Regions from separate parts of the Mus musculus genome. Here all the other regions are linked to region 2. A link is a contact called in public ChIA-PET, HiCAR-type and promoter capture Hi-C data. All regions are on one chromosome and are shown on one strand. The core of a region is the stretch at or near the end of the contact, and the rest is flanking DNA. Distances in the headings are between cores, read along the strand shown.

What was found. Promoter capture Hi-C pulls out the DNA fragments that hold promoters and counts their contacts. ChIA-PET counts read pairs in DNA pulled down with a chosen protein or histone mark. HiCAR-type assays count read pairs that join an accessible place to other places.
Region 1: a HiCAR-type map of astrocytes shows a contact between it and region 2, with 2.6 times the contacts expected there. The contact joins the promoter of Rbpms2 here to the promoter of Usp3 in region 2. A contact is called at or near these places in 2 of 39 promoter capture datasets (liver and pre-B cells) and 1 of 115 datasets of contacts at active chromatin or transcription factors (astrocytes).
Region 3: a promoter capture Hi-C map of erythroid cells shows a contact between it and region 2, with 28 times the contacts expected there. The contact joins the promoter of Csnk1g1 here to the promoter of Usp3 in region 2. A contact is called at or near these places in 3 of 39 promoter capture datasets (erythroid cells, liver and pre-B cells) and 2 of 115 datasets of contacts at active chromatin or transcription factors (bone marrow-derived macrophages and memory CD8 T cells).
Region 4: a promoter capture Hi-C map of erythroid cells shows a contact between it and region 2, with 21 times the contacts expected there. The contact joins the promoter of Pclaf here to the promoter of Usp3 in region 2. A contact is called at or near these places in 4 of 39 promoter capture datasets (erythroid cells, liver and pre-B cells) and 1 of 115 datasets of contacts at active chromatin or transcription factors (memory CD8 T cells).
Region 5: a contact with region 2 is called in an RNA polymerase II ChIA-PET map of memory CD8 T cells, with 18 read pairs. The contact joins the promoter of Snx22 here to the promoter of Usp3 in region 2. A contact is called at or near these places in 7 of 39 promoter capture datasets (the SN4741 cell line, erythroid cells, hippocampal neurons and 3 more), 1 of 484 Hi-C or Micro-C datasets (embryonic stem cells) and 2 of 115 datasets of contacts at active chromatin or transcription factors (memory CD8 T cells and microglia).

What each region holds. Positions count from the first base shown.
Region 1 is chr9:65,629,304-65,632,003 of GRCm38.p6, reverse strand. It overlaps Rbpms2 (RNA binding protein with multiple splicing 2), which reads right to left and starts at 1,422. Exons shown (of 8, transcript NM_028030.3): 1 at 1,107-1,422. The coding sequence starts at 1,175.
Region 2 is chr9:66,591,722-66,594,421 of GRCm38.p6, reverse strand. Usp3 (ubiquitin specific peptidase 3) reads left to right here and starts at 1,307. Exons shown (of 15, transcript NM_144937.4): 1 at 1,307-1,638. The coding sequence starts at 1,548.
Region 3 is chr9:65,907,722-65,910,421 of GRCm38.p6, reverse strand. It overlaps Csnk1g1 (casein kinase 1, gamma 1), which reads right to left and starts at 1,412. Exons shown (of 14, transcript NM_173185.2): 1 at 1,254-1,412. Trip4 (thyroid hormone receptor interactor 4) reads left to right here and starts at 1,628. Exons shown (of 14, transcript NM_001357872.1): 1 at 1,628-1,983.
Region 4 is chr9:65,888,910-65,891,609 of GRCm38.p6, reverse strand. Pclaf (PCNA clamp associated factor) reads right to left here and starts at 1,287. Exons shown (of 4, transcript NM_026515.2): 1 at 1,136-1,287; 2 at 801-878. The coding sequence starts at 1,181. The region is part of intron 1 of Trip4 (thyroid hormone receptor interactor 4); the gene reads left to right.
Region 5 is chr9:66,068,355-66,071,054 of GRCm38.p6, reverse strand. Snx22 (sorting nexin 22) reads left to right here and starts at 1,296. Exons shown (of 6, transcript NM_001379335.1): 1 at 1,296-1,449; 2 at 1,798-1,881; 3 at 2,265-2,369. The coding sequence starts at 1,375.

The DNA.
Region 1 (2,700 bases), core at 173-2,672, 960 kb after region 2:
CTCAAGATGTCATGCCACTGGTGCACTGAAGCTGGTAGCAGGCCTCTTGCTGGCCCAGCCCAACAGTGGGTCATTCTGCACCAACTCATTAGCACAACCAGTAAGAAACATCAGGGCCTCTGCGGTTTCTACCCCAGACCAAGGGGAAGGGCCCTAGGGCTGGATAACTGGCCCTTGGTTTCCTGGGCAAAAGTATGCCAGGGCGGGGCAGGAAGGGTCTCTCAGCCCTGGAGTGACACAGCATACGTTAAAGAGCTCCCTAGGAGCCTAGAACCCATAGTAGTTGAGCCGGCCTGCCTAGTTTCCACTCGAAGTTACCTTAAAGGTTTTTTATCCCCCACAAGTACGTCGTCCTCACCAGGCGATAAAACCACGAGCAGTGATGATTCCTTGACGCGGTCTCATAACCTCTTTTTCTGCATAGGGCAGCTGGACAAGATTATGTCACCTCTCCTTGGAAGATCCCACCCTGGCCAGTGTGGGGTACTGGCTTGGCTACTAGGTCAAAGGGCGAGAACAGGGGATACTCAAGGCTTCTAACTTCTCTCTTTTCCGACTTTAATTAAATTGCCGGCTCAACTCTCTGAAGAAGCCCAAGTTCTGAGACAGGGCGAAAAGCCCGCCTGCCCACTGAGACCACAGCTCTAACCTAAGCGCAGGGCAGCCGGCCAGGCCTCCAAGGTCACGGGGAGGGGGCGAGGTGGAAAGGCTGGAGGGTGAGCCAGCTTCCCGCACCCACCGGGATAATCCCTCTCAGCTCCTTACAGTCGGGGCGGAGGTCCAGGCCACCCAGGAGGCGCGCCTCAGGCGAAGCGTAAGCCCCACCGGGCTTGGGGAAGGAGGGCAGCGGGAGTAGGACCTCCGCGGCGCCCCGAGCCCACCACGGGGACGCGCGCCCTCCTCGAGCCCCGGAGGGCGGGGAGACAATGCCGGCCCCGCCGGGCTAGTTCAGGCCGCACGCCTCCGCCCGCTGGACATGGGCTGCTCCTCCCCAGGGCGAAGGGCAGCGGAGGGAAGGCGCCAGGAGCGGTGGCCCGCAGGACCTCGCGCCGCCCGCGGCCCCGCGTGCACCTCACGCGCGCCGGCTCCCGCGGCCGCACACCCACCTCCTCCTCCAGCGGGCTGCCGGTGCCCGCGCCCGTGCAGTGCTCGACGTCCGGCTTCAGGTTGCTCATGGTGAGGGGGGACGCGGAGAGGGAAGCGGGACGCTCTGTCCCGTGGTGGGCAGGGGCACGGCGAGCCGTGCGCCCCCGAGGAGAGTGCGAGCTGGTGAGGAAAGCGGCTGCTGCCGCGTCAGGCTACGGAGAAAGGAAAGGGGGGGGGGATCACATTAAGTTTGGCGGGTGCGGGAGGCGGCCGGAGGGGCAAGGCACCGGGAACCCGAGGGAGCGGAGCCCGTGCGGCCACCGCCTCCGGCTTTTCAGGGCGGCCCGCGAGTGCGCTCGCGGCGGCGGGGGGCGGGCGCCGGAGGAGGGGGCGGGCGCCGGAACCGGCCTCAGCTGGGGCCCGGCCCGCCCCTCCCCCGCCCCGCCCCCGCCCCGCGCGCGGTCTCCGGGGGAACGCGCAGCCAATCCCCGCAGCCCAGTGCGGGCTCGCCCCGGCCCCGGCCCGGTCCCCAGCCCCGGCCCGGGCCGCGACGCTCCGGCCTTTCTGCCTTCCTTGGCTCCGGCGTTTTCCCGACTCCGCTTCCTTGGTCGACCCCCACCCCCTTCTCCCTTTCTCTCCCCGACTCGGCTCCCTTGCACCCCACCGTTCCCTTCTCCCAGACAAGTTTTTTAAACTTTGATGAACTCTCTCAGAGAACTTTTCTTAAAGGAGCCGCGCGGGCTTGGGTGGAGCTTGAGGTGACCCGCACGTTGCATCCCCAGCCAGGGCGAGGGCGGCGGCGGCGGCAGCGGGGCTCCCGGTTTCATGCCCAGATGTGGAGGTGTAGGCTGTCGCGAGCACATCGTTCGCCCCGAATTCCTGTCGGGTCCGGGCCAGCGGTTCTCTTCGCGCGAAGCAGCCGGGGACCGGGTTTTGGGGGTGAAGGCGAGGAAGGGGTAGGGCGGCAAACACCTGATCTTGAGCAAGTCACCGAGAGTTTTTTTTTTTTTTTTTTTTTTGGCTGAGTGACCTTGAGGAAATCACTTCCCCTATCTGGCCAGAGGATTCCAGCCCAGTTGGTGGGGATTAGAATACAAATTCTTTCCTCACTCTCACAACCTCCGTCACCTCAAAAGAGGAGGTGAAGGAAGCCCAATCCTTTTTAACTTCAGGAAGGGGGGGTACCTCGACTAACCTAGAAGGTTCCGTTCGTTACCTCCACCCCGCTTTTAAGACTTCTCACGGCTCGTTCTTTTTCCGCTCCAATTCCGAACCCCAGGGTGGGGGAGGGAAGAGCCGGCTGACGCCTAGGGCGGGGTCGCCTAGACTCCCACCCAGTGGTGGCGGGGGGGGGGGGGGGGGGCGGCCTCAGGGCCGGATTTTCCCCCAGGCCGAATAAATGCTGACCAGGACGTCTCCTGCCAGCAGCCTGTAAAAAACCGGCACCTACCTGAAGTCGCACTGGAAGAGTAGCGGCCCTGACTGCCCTGCGGAGCCGCCAGAGCACTGGGGTTCTTTCGTGCGCCCCTGCCCATGGGTTCCTTTATGTGCACTGAGACATCCCAGCCGCAGTCCCCGATAATCCTTGAGCAGCCATAGCTGAGAGGAGAGCGG
Region 2 (2,700 bases), core at 58-2,557:
GTTGCTTGGACTGAGGAATCTGAAATACCACCCTGGGCAGAGATGTCCTAGGTGGGTGGACACTATCAGGCAGAAGGCTACAGGGTGCAGTAGTGGGGTGTACGGAAGTGGCTTAAGGGGTGCTAGAGGCGTGCACTTCAGGGAGGTGCCCAGTGCTAACTAACCACTATCCGGCCCAGCCAGTTAATCATTTCCTGACCTTTCCTTTCCTGCCCCATGGATTGGCACATTGTTCTTCCCTCTCCACTTGCTTGTCAGGGGATGAAGGAAAGAAGCCCCTTTACCAGGTTAAACACCACCAACCAAACAAAGAAAGAAAGCCCAACTTTGGAGGCTAGATTTGTGGGAGCCCCAGATATCCTCAAGGCAGAGAATGTGAGGTGGCAGGCTCTCTACCTCTAGACGCTCCTCCTGTCTTCTTCACTTCTTTCTAGAGAGAGATTTGAAGCGGGGGGGGGGGGGGTGCGGGGGTCCAATCTTCCTAAAGCAAATTATACTCTTGGTTTCACTTTTTGTTAAAAAGGGGACCGTAGCAGCAGCTTGAGAGGGTGTTTTGAGGATTAAATGAGGTGTGGTATGCAAAGTGCCTGGCTGGGAGCCAGGTGGGCTTCTAACAAATGTTACACTGCCTCTTTTTATTACCTAGCACCCGCGACCTTGTACAGCAAACTGGATTATTTCGTTCAACTTCAAGAGGTATAGGTATGAAAATACCCACAATGGGCAGGAGATATCAGTGAGTCATAACGGCATGGCGTGGACCCCGAACACAGGCGTTCCGGTGGGCCCAGCCGTGCAGTATCCCGGTGACACACTCAGGCCAGAGTTCAGAACTCAGAACAGTTCCGGACCCCGCCTGCTACCGGGAGAACACGAAAGTCAGGACTGTTCTGGGCTCTTTGCAGCCGGCTGGGCCATCGAGGGCCACGCCCCAAAAGTCTGTTTCTTCCTGTGTAAAATGGGGCTTCAATGCACGTCGGTGTGAGTGGTTTTCATTTTCCGTACTCTTTGCGGTGTGGTCACATATTCTACCTCGCTGTTGTAGCCAACTCACTGCAGTAGAAGCAGCGGTCCCGACCGCTCTGCCCCGGATGAGTACCCACACTTGTCGGGTTCCCAAGAATCGGCTGCAGCGGCCGGGGGCAGATTTCGGAAAGTCACTTCACATCCCCGTAGGACTTTACACTAGCTGCTAGCACTGGGTGAGCACCAATGCCCCGCCCACTGACTAGTGTGGGGGCGGGGCCCGGGCTGGCCTGGGGGCGTAACCAGCAGGGTGGGCGGGGCCGCCGGAGAAGGCGGAAGCCTACTGTCCCTGGGCGGCGGCAGAACCAGGAGTCCGGATTTTCACGTTCTCCGGAGCGGGGCGCCGGGAGACGGCGGATGGCAAAACCCGGCGCCCGGAAGCCCTTGCTTTCTTTGACGCAAAGGCTCGGGACCCAGAAGCCGCCGTCTGCCCAGTGCCGGGTCAGAAGCGACCCCAGACGGAGCCTCTGAAGTCCCTCCGCCCCAGAGCCTCGGCTGTCCCCGCCGCCGTCCTCGTGGCCATGGAGTGTCCGCACCTCAGCTCCAGCGTCTGCATCGCCCCGGACTCAGCCAAGTTCCCCAACGGCTCCCCGTCGTCCTGGTGCTGCAGCGGTGAGTGCGGCTCTGGGGCTGGCCGGCCGCGCACCCGAGGTCCCGGCTCTGGCCCGGGCCTTGCCGTCGAAGGGCCGCGGGTGCGGGGCAGCGCGCGGCCTCGTTGGGGGGGGGGGGAGGCTGAGGGGAGCAAGCGGGCCCGGCGCGCGGGGCGAGGGGACGCGGCGCGGCGCGGCGGGCGCGGTGGCGGCTCCTTTGTTTCGCGCGGCCCGACGGCCGGGCCGGCTGAGGAGAGGCCCGCGGGGGCCTGAGGCGAGCGCGCAGCGGCGGGATGACGCGGCGGCTCGCACCCCAAGGCTCCGCGAACCTAAGGGCCGGCTCCGCGCGCGGCCGCACGTGTGGCGGGGTCGGGCTCGCGGTCCCCCGTGGGCCGGACAGGCAAAGCGCCGCTCTGCGGGCGCAGCTTTGTCTGGACTGCCGGCGCGCGAGCCCCTTTGGGTTGCGTTTCCTCGGGTTCCCACAGGCTCCTGCCTCCCCCGCAGCCCCTGAGCGGACTGCGCTGGGGGCTGCTCACCTCGGAGTCTCTCTTCAGCCTGTGAGGGTGAAGTTTGAAAACAGGCTGCGGGCTCCGAAAGCTCCGGAGAAGGCAGCCAACAGCTGCTTTGGAGGGGCGGCTCGAGGTTGGGTGTTTTGGGTTTTTTTGTTTTTTTTTGTTTTGCCTTTCGAAGATTGTTCCGAGGCAGTTTTTCGGGTTGGCAGGGATTTCGTTGGGAATTCCCGAGTGCGTGTAAGACACTTCGTAGGTTTATGTTATGCCTTCGAGTTGCTTAAGCGTTAACTCCTTCTGCTTCCTTGGAAGCCCCGGTGCCCTCTCATTGTCTGCCGGGACTTAAGGTCGGACGGGCCACCCGGCTTTGATTACTTCCTGGTAGGGCCCTGGTGCCGACGCTGGTCTTTGTTTATGAGCTTTAAGATTATCACTGGCAGCTTGGGCTGTAGTGTAAAATGTGAATCGTGTGCATCAGAAATCAAGTTCATCTGCAAGGCTGAAAAGACGGTGGGACGATTCAGCAGAGTGGTCTTTCAGCCTGGGTTGGATTGGAGCTAGGAAGGTAGTTTAGG
Region 3 (2,700 bases), core at 163-2,662, 680 kb after region 2:
AATGGAGTTATATAAGTAATCACCTCTCTTTTGACACTGACTAGAATTTAATTCCTCCTTGTGAAGAGGCTGAAACTGTTAGTCTGTGACTTGACCAAAGTCAACAACTAGTTAAGAGGCAAAGGCGGGTTCATTCCCAGAATTATCTTTCTCAAAGCCAATACTTCCACTTGAACATAATTATCTCCTTAAAAGATTAAGAGAGAGTTCAATCATTGGAAAGGGACTCTTGTCCCTTGTCTCTCTAAATGTTCACTAGTTCTTCTAAGACATATACTATACTTCCTACAATTCAGTCACTTAAACAAAATGAAGATAGCATTTCTAATTCGTTTAAACCACAAAAGGATTACTGGCAGGTGAGAAAGAGGTTGAAAAAGGCTTGCCTAAACATGTCTCATCTAGACCTCTAAATATGGATTTCCTAGTGGTTTTTTTAAAGCATGCTCATTTACAAGGCTACGTTTGAATATAGTCAGATGCCTTCCAGTATTGCATTTTCTAAGAAAATTCATACCAGACTCATATCGGTCTGGGAGACTGCTAGAATATGCCATTCTGGCACTTTGCAAATATCCGAAAAATCATCCGGGGGCAACAAACCCAGTTTCACACTCTTGTTTTACGACGTGATGCGTACCCACTTAGGGGACAACGCTCCTATAGGGCGCCCTGCCGAGAGAGCAATAAAGGAAGAAGCGGGGGAAGCGCACGGAAGTTGGGTGGAGGGAGGTCTCATTACCCACTCTTCTGCCCTACCTCTGCCAAGGGCGGCTCCACGGTGCCCAGCCGACACGAAACCCTTACAAGCCCTCGAAGCCCGGCTCTGTCCCAACAGAGAGTCCGGGACGCGGACAATGTGAAGCACAGGATGACCACAGTCACCTCTCCAAGTCTATACCCTTGATTTCGGCCCTGGATGATGCTCCCCCTTCTTTTCGGAGCTGGCACTCCAGGTGGGAAACTCCCGGTCTGCATTGGCCGAAGTCCCTGCTTCAGAAAGGGCGCCTCCTGCGACCGGGTCTAACCCGCAACCCGCAACTCTTTGCACGCAGGGACCCTGGTCCCTCTGTCCCGCCCCCGCAACCCTCCACGGACAGGCCCGCGCCCCACCCGGGATTCCCGAGTCCACTGCCCCGCCCCAGCGAAGGGCTCCTAAAGCCCCCACCCCACCCCCCCCACACACACACGTACACACACACACACATCTCAGACTCCAGTCTCCCAGACCCAGTCGAAGCCAGAGTACCTACCTAAATCAGCGGTGCTCCAGTGTTCCAAGGGGGCGGGCGCGGTCCCCTCCCCGAGGCGCCTACTGCTTCTCTCAACCACCCCTTAAGCCGCAGCTTTGCTTTCCCAGGAGCGGGAGGGAGCGGAGGGAGCGGAGGAGGCGGAGGGGAGGGGGAAGACCAGTTGAGGGGCGGCCGAGCCAAGCCGGAAGTACTAATGCAGGTCCCACCCACCTCCTGGAGCCGCAGAGCATCCTCGTTCTTCTGATAGGACAAACCCCTGTCGTCGCTGTGAAATTCAGACCACCACTTCCGGGTCGTTAATGCTGCGGCCCCTCCTTAGCAACAGCGTGGGGTTGCTAAGCGGAAGTGCCTTTAAATACCCCCCTTCCCCCCCCATTTCTTCGGGGACTGTTGGTAAGTGGGTTGGGAGCTTCGTTTTCTCATTTGGAAATGTTTTTAGGCCTTTAGTTTACAATGTTAGGCCAGGTAAACCCTTCGCTGCAGCAGGTAGTAGGCCCAACGTAGCTGCTTCCATCAGTTGGTCTCTGACACCAGCTCCAAACTACACACACCTCCTGGAATCCTGGGCCATCTCGGCAGCTCCTCCCAAAGCTCCTCTCCAGGCCCCTTGCGGGAGCTTCTTTCTCACTGTCTAGCAAGCATCTCCCTCTGGTGGATTTCCTGTCGTTTCAACCAGACTTTTGCATGCATTTCGTTCTGAACCGGCTCCAGAAGTCGAACAGTGAAGTGGGTAAGAAAGTTTTGTCTTACCTTGTCTTTTCTTTTTTCTTTTTTTTTTTTTTTTTAAGGATTTAACGTTTTTATGTGTGACCTGGAAATAACCTAGCTATATTTGAGTCTATGAAAATTGACCAGAGTAATATTATTATTGTTATTCCATAAAACGGGGGAGTTGGGGGAGACAAAGAATGCCGGTAATCTCGCTTGAGTAGGAAGACAACTAAGCCTCCCATCAGAATAAACCAACATACCTATACGGTGACTAAGAAAGGTGTCCATAAAAACCCTCATTTAGGCTGGGGATTTAGGTCTGTGATACAAAACTTGCCTGGCATGCCCAAGGTCTTTAGTTCGATTCCCAGGCATCGAAGAAAGGAAGGGAGGCAAGGAGACTCATTTACTGGACATGACAAGCAGACCTGTAATGCTTAGACTCCAGAGGAAAAGCGAGGATAGTAACTCCAAGGCCTAGACTACATGGTCAGTCCCAGTTTTAAAACATTTTACCTAACATACCCGAGGCATAAGTTCACTCTTTGAAAAAACTGGAAAACTATGGTGGAGACCAAAGCCAACAAAATAACCCCCTGTAACGACCCCTATAATTATAGTAATTATATTTTTAGAGAAACCTGGGGTGGGGGATAAAACCATCACTTGACTGTATTATTTTTTGAGTCTGAATCTCACTTTGAAGCCCTGGATGACTGATCAGGTAATGTCTATG
Region 4 (2,700 bases), core at 38-2,537, 700 kb after region 2:
AGCTACGTAACAAGTTTGGGGCTACCCTGAATTACATGAGAACGTGTGTGTGTGTGTGTGTGTGTGTTATTCCAGCAGTGGGGAGATGGAGGGCAGAAGGATCTGGAGTTCAAAGGTGTTCTTTGTACATAAAAATGTTGAGGCCAGCCTGGGCTACATGAGACCTTGGAAGAAGGAAAAGGGAGGGAAGGAGGGAGAACAAAAGGGAGGAGAGAGTTAAAAAGGAAGGTCGGATAGGGGAAGAACTGGGGAGTAGAGGAGGAGGGAAAAGCAGAGACAAAAGCAAACCAATCTGGGGCAGTGTGGTTAGCTCAGCGGTAGGGTACTTGTTCAACATGGGCAAGGAAGGCCCAGGGTTCAGTTCCCAAAGATTGCATGCATGGTCAAACAGACACTCACATACATCCCCCAACCGGAAACGCGGTAGTACAGTCAATCATCACCATAAATCTAATGAGGAGACACTTAAGTAGCCTCCAAGAAAATAGTAACTGTTAACAATTTTTAAAACACCATTCAGAAAAGAAAAAAAAAAGTTTAAAAATATACTGCCCCTCACCACCAAGACATGAATTTTCCATTGGACCCTCACCCCCATCCAAGCCTGCTGAAAGACTAAGGCTCCCTTAGAGGGCGAGAAAGAAATTTAGGTGTGAGAATGTCAACGGAAACAAATTCCAGAGGAAGGAAACTAAGTAAAAATAAATCCACCGCGGGTCAGGACCACACAGGTTAGTACTGCCTTGCCCGGCCTGATGCTCTCGGGGTGTTACTTCAGAAGCTTCCACGACCCTTCCTACCTTTTCTCGACGAACTTGAAGAATTGGTGACAAAGGTGGAGGAGCCAAGCACCTTCCTAGGGGCTTGAGAAGCCACCGCTGCAGAGAGAGATAAATAGGGGCGTTCAGAAAAGGCAGGAGGGTTCGGATCCCCGAGCTTTGTTCTACAACAGTCCCAGGCCAGTAAAGAGGAGGGAGATGAACAGCAGCAAACGACCTTGCCTGTTCTCTGCAGCTTATTAGCAGTGAGGGCCGGGAGCCTGCCTTCTAGCTGCTCAATGGGAGGCAGCCATGGGCGTCTCCACCCCTGGACAGGCTGCCTAGGGAACCCCCTGCCACCTCGCTGCATCATTTACCTTTTCTGTAGGCTCCTGGAACGTAGTTTGCTTTGGTCCGCACCATGTTCACACAAGAAGAGACAACTTTCACCGTCACCCCAACTGCAGATGTCTCAATTAGAGAAGAACCCGAAAATGATGTTCCCGCCACCGTTTAAATGGGTCTCTTTCCCGCGCGCTCCAAGCGCTTGAGAACCTCGATTCTTATTGGTTCCGCGCCTTCACTCTGGACCAATTGACAGCGTCCAGCAGTGACAGCCTCGAGACTTAAGGTTTTGCTGGCCAGTCAGTCCATCAGCCCCAGTGGTCGTGATTTGTACCTCCCTGGTAGGCGGTGCTAGGACTCTGGGTGGGGGAAGAGGGGGGCACGAAGTATGGAGGTGAGGTAGATAGGTTGTGAACTAGCCAAAATAAAACCAAGTAGAGATAGGGATTGTAAAATTTCTTCAAAAGTTACCAGAGTTAAATCCATGATAATTAAACACTGAAAGTGAAAATTAAGTGGACTTTTCTATGTAAATCATAACTAAAGTTTAGTATCCTAAGGATGAACCCTACTGTGTTCTAAAACAACTTTCTGAGGCGGGAGAAAGGAAAACTCAATTTAGTTTATTTAGTTTACAGTGTTTTAAAAACCGTTTTCAGATCGCATGAGACAAAAAATTAGGACAAATTGTCCATACACATATAAAAATAAGTAAATAAAATTTAAAAAACATGGCCAAAGAATTTTTTAAATGCCAAATGTAAAAGGGTCACAGCACCAACCCACGTGAGGATAACCCTGCAAAAAAGAGATCATATTGTCTGACCCATATTTCAAATTACAATATTCCTAAGAATTTGTGTTTGTTCTGAATGCCATGCACGAAACAAAACCGTATGTGCTTGCTGCAGAATGCTGTCTGTTAATGCTTGTTTAAAAGATGACCCTTCAGCATGTTACAGAACTACTTTTCTGCAGTGAATTATGCTTGAACAGCAATGAAATCTATTCAGGGCCTTAACCAAATCAACAATTAATAGTATATTCAATTTAAAGATTTTAAAGCCAGGCCTACTGCACCTTGTAATCTCAGCCCTGAGGAGGCAGAGAGACTGGGAAATTGTGAGTTCCTTGCCAGTCTGGGCTAGATCACAATATTTTAGAAAAAAGAAAAAAATATAGAAAGGAAGAAAAGAAAAGGGGCACAGTAGTTGAGAGTATTGCTGCTTTTTCAGAGGAACCCAGTTCAATTCCTAGCACTAGCATGGCAGTTCATTCATGGCAGTAACCAAGCTCCAAGTGACTTGGCACCCTCACACAGACATGCAGGCAGGCAAAATGCCAATACACATAAAATTAAAATAAATCGTTTATTTAAAAAAAGAAAGGAAGGAAGGAAAGGAAAGAGCTAGACCGAAAAAACAGGAGCTGGAGAGGTAACTCAGCAGTTAAGAGAACTGGCTACTCTTCCAGGGACCCTGGAGTACACAGGTTCAATTCCTAGCACCTCCATATCAGCTCACAACTGTTTGTAACTCCAGCTCCAGGGGATCTGACACATTGACACAGACACACTCAGGCAAGATGGGAATCAATG
Region 5 (2,700 bases), core at 47-2,546, 520 kb after region 2:
TTGAGAACAGAACACTGGGCCATTGAGCACTTTACCTAGAGCCCAGTAAGGAGTGTGGGGCTGAGGTAGAAATGGAAGCCATTTCTGTGTTTACACATGAAGTGATCATTCTGTCTTGAAATCTTACTATAGCCAGGCAGGCACACATCTTTAATCCCAGTACTTGGGAGGCAGAGGCAGGCAGATCTCTGAGTTAGAGGCCAGCCTGGTTTAAAGATGGAGTTTCAGGACAGCAAGGGCTACACAGAGAAAACGTATCTACATATTTAGAAAAACCAAACCCAAACTAAGCAATGTGCCAAACAAAAATCCTACTACATTCTGAAGAAGACCAGCAGGGCGGATGAGAGCAGCTGGGGCCACCGCCTCTACACTCATTTTTGTTCCTCTTCTCTACACACATTTCTGTACCTACTTCTTATTATCTGTCCATCATCACCCATCCATCCCAGCTGAACAAGCCCATAAGGAAGCCACTATTGGGTCCTGGCTGAGTTGCTCAAGCTGACTTTGAATTCCTGGTTTCAAACAATTCTCTTGCCTCAGCCTCATAGATAAGTGGAACCCCTGGCCCGTGCCGCCCAGCTTCACTCAGTGTTTATACTTATGTTACCTGCTTTACAGCTGTGCAGAAACTCCACACAGTTCTTGATATCTAGGCCATTCGACTTTCAGTGCCAAGCCTGGGTTTTTAAACTGCCTCTTCCCCATACACTAGCTTGAAGCAAACTAGGCATGCTAAGGTAGGAAGGATGAATGGATGGACGGGTGGATGGAATAAATGAATGGTTTGTAGGTGCTCATCAAAGCTAGAATGGATCCCAGCCTCACCCCGGCACTACCTCAGTTGGAGTCTTCAGGTGGTGCTACCAGGGACCACATGAAAGAGGGAAGGTTGTGGTGGCTAGGTTCTCTAAGAACAAGGATGGTCCTAACCGGAAGCCCAGACCTGAAACCCACTGTGCCTTCCTCTGACACCTTAGCATCCAGGACATTCAACAAAGACCAGGTGAAATTTTAGAGAGACCAGGTAAAATGTACCTCGGCTGACTACCTGGGATACTAGGGAAATGTTTGACAAATGGGTGACCCTGCTGAAGGTTCCTTCCCTTGCATGGCGACCCATGGTGTTATCTTCTGGCCTCAGGACTTTAGTGAGCCAGGGAACACCCTGGGCGTGGCGAGGGCGGGCTCCCGTATCAGAGGGTGGAGCCTGGGGCTGAAAAATCCAGAGAGTGGGGCGGAGCCTACGGCCCGGGGGCAGGGCCTGGAGCCCGAGGGCGGGTCAGCCTCTTAGGGCTGCTTGGCTGCTCCAGGGAGTTCGGGTGCCCAAGCGCTCGATCCGGGAGAGGCTGCAGCCGGGTCGGGGCGCGGATGCTGGAAGTTCACATTCCCTCGGTGGGGCCCGAGGCCGAAGGGCCCAGGCAGAGTCCAGAGAAAGGCCACATGGTGAGCAAATGGACGAAGAGTGTGTGCGGGGATCTACCGATTATCTTCGCGATCAGCGCAAAAGGGACCCAGAATTCAGGGCTAGGACATTCGTCGCAAAGGTTCGGGGTTACTTGGCTTTGCCAGCCCCTTGGACAATGGTTTGGGCTCTTGAGGGGTCGCTTGGAGCAGAGGGGAGGGCCGGTTACCCTTTTCTTTCAGGTGTGTCTGGGGTTCGGAAGGGGTTTCCCTGATGGTGGCACGCCAAGTCGGCTTTGTGCCTTTCTAACACCAGAAATTGGGCGCGTCTCGCGGCGCGGGTCCTACTGCATCCTTTGGACCCGCCGTCTGCACTCCTCCGCCCGCCAGGTGTTCCAAGTGGAGGTGCTGTACAGCGGACGCAGACACACCGTGCCGCGGCGCTACAGCGAGTTCCACGCTCTACACAAGCGGGTGAGATGTCGCGGACTACCCACCGATTTGGCTCCAGGCCAGGTCCCTCGGTGGCATGAGAAAGAGCTCTGATCCCAGCTTCTGGTTGGTCACCCCCATTACTGTCCCAGCCCCCAGGAGGGTGCAGATCATAGGCGACTCCCCCTGGGCTGCAGGGCCCCTCGCGGGGAGGACGCAATGGCTAGAGCTCAGCTCAGACTGACCTTGTCCGTGTGCGTCCTTTCCACTCTCTGGCTTGTCACTTCTGTCCCAACCACCTCTTGCCAGCTGTCCCAGGTTGAAGCTTAAAGACAGACATATAGAGAGGACTGGAGAAAGTCCTCAGCTAGATGCAGTGGGCTTGAGTGCTTTGCTGGGAACTCACCTCTGTAACTGATGTACAGATCAAGAAACGGTACAAAGTGCCTGACTTTCCCTCAAAACGCCTGCCCAACTGGAGGACCAGAGGACTGGAACAGCGCCGGCAGGGATTAGAGACCTACATCCAGGTGTGCACGGGGTACACTTGGTTGCCCCTAAGTCTGAGGGACCAGGGGAGACCCAGTTAGAGATGTGGGAGTGTGTTGGGTCCCACAACTTGGGGTTGTTATTCAGTATCTCAGGCTCTTTATCCAAATGAGTACGAACTTTTCTATCTGGGTTATTGAAAGTTTTGAATAATCCAATGAGTAGATTCTTCACCCTTAGGGTGTTTTCCTGTATTTTCTTCATGAGGTGTGTGTGGACTCCTTCCTCTAACAGTGATAGTTATTTGACTAGCCTGCCCACTTTGTGGTGCTAGTCTTTGCGGTTCATTCCTTAGGATGACCCTGAGTTTGG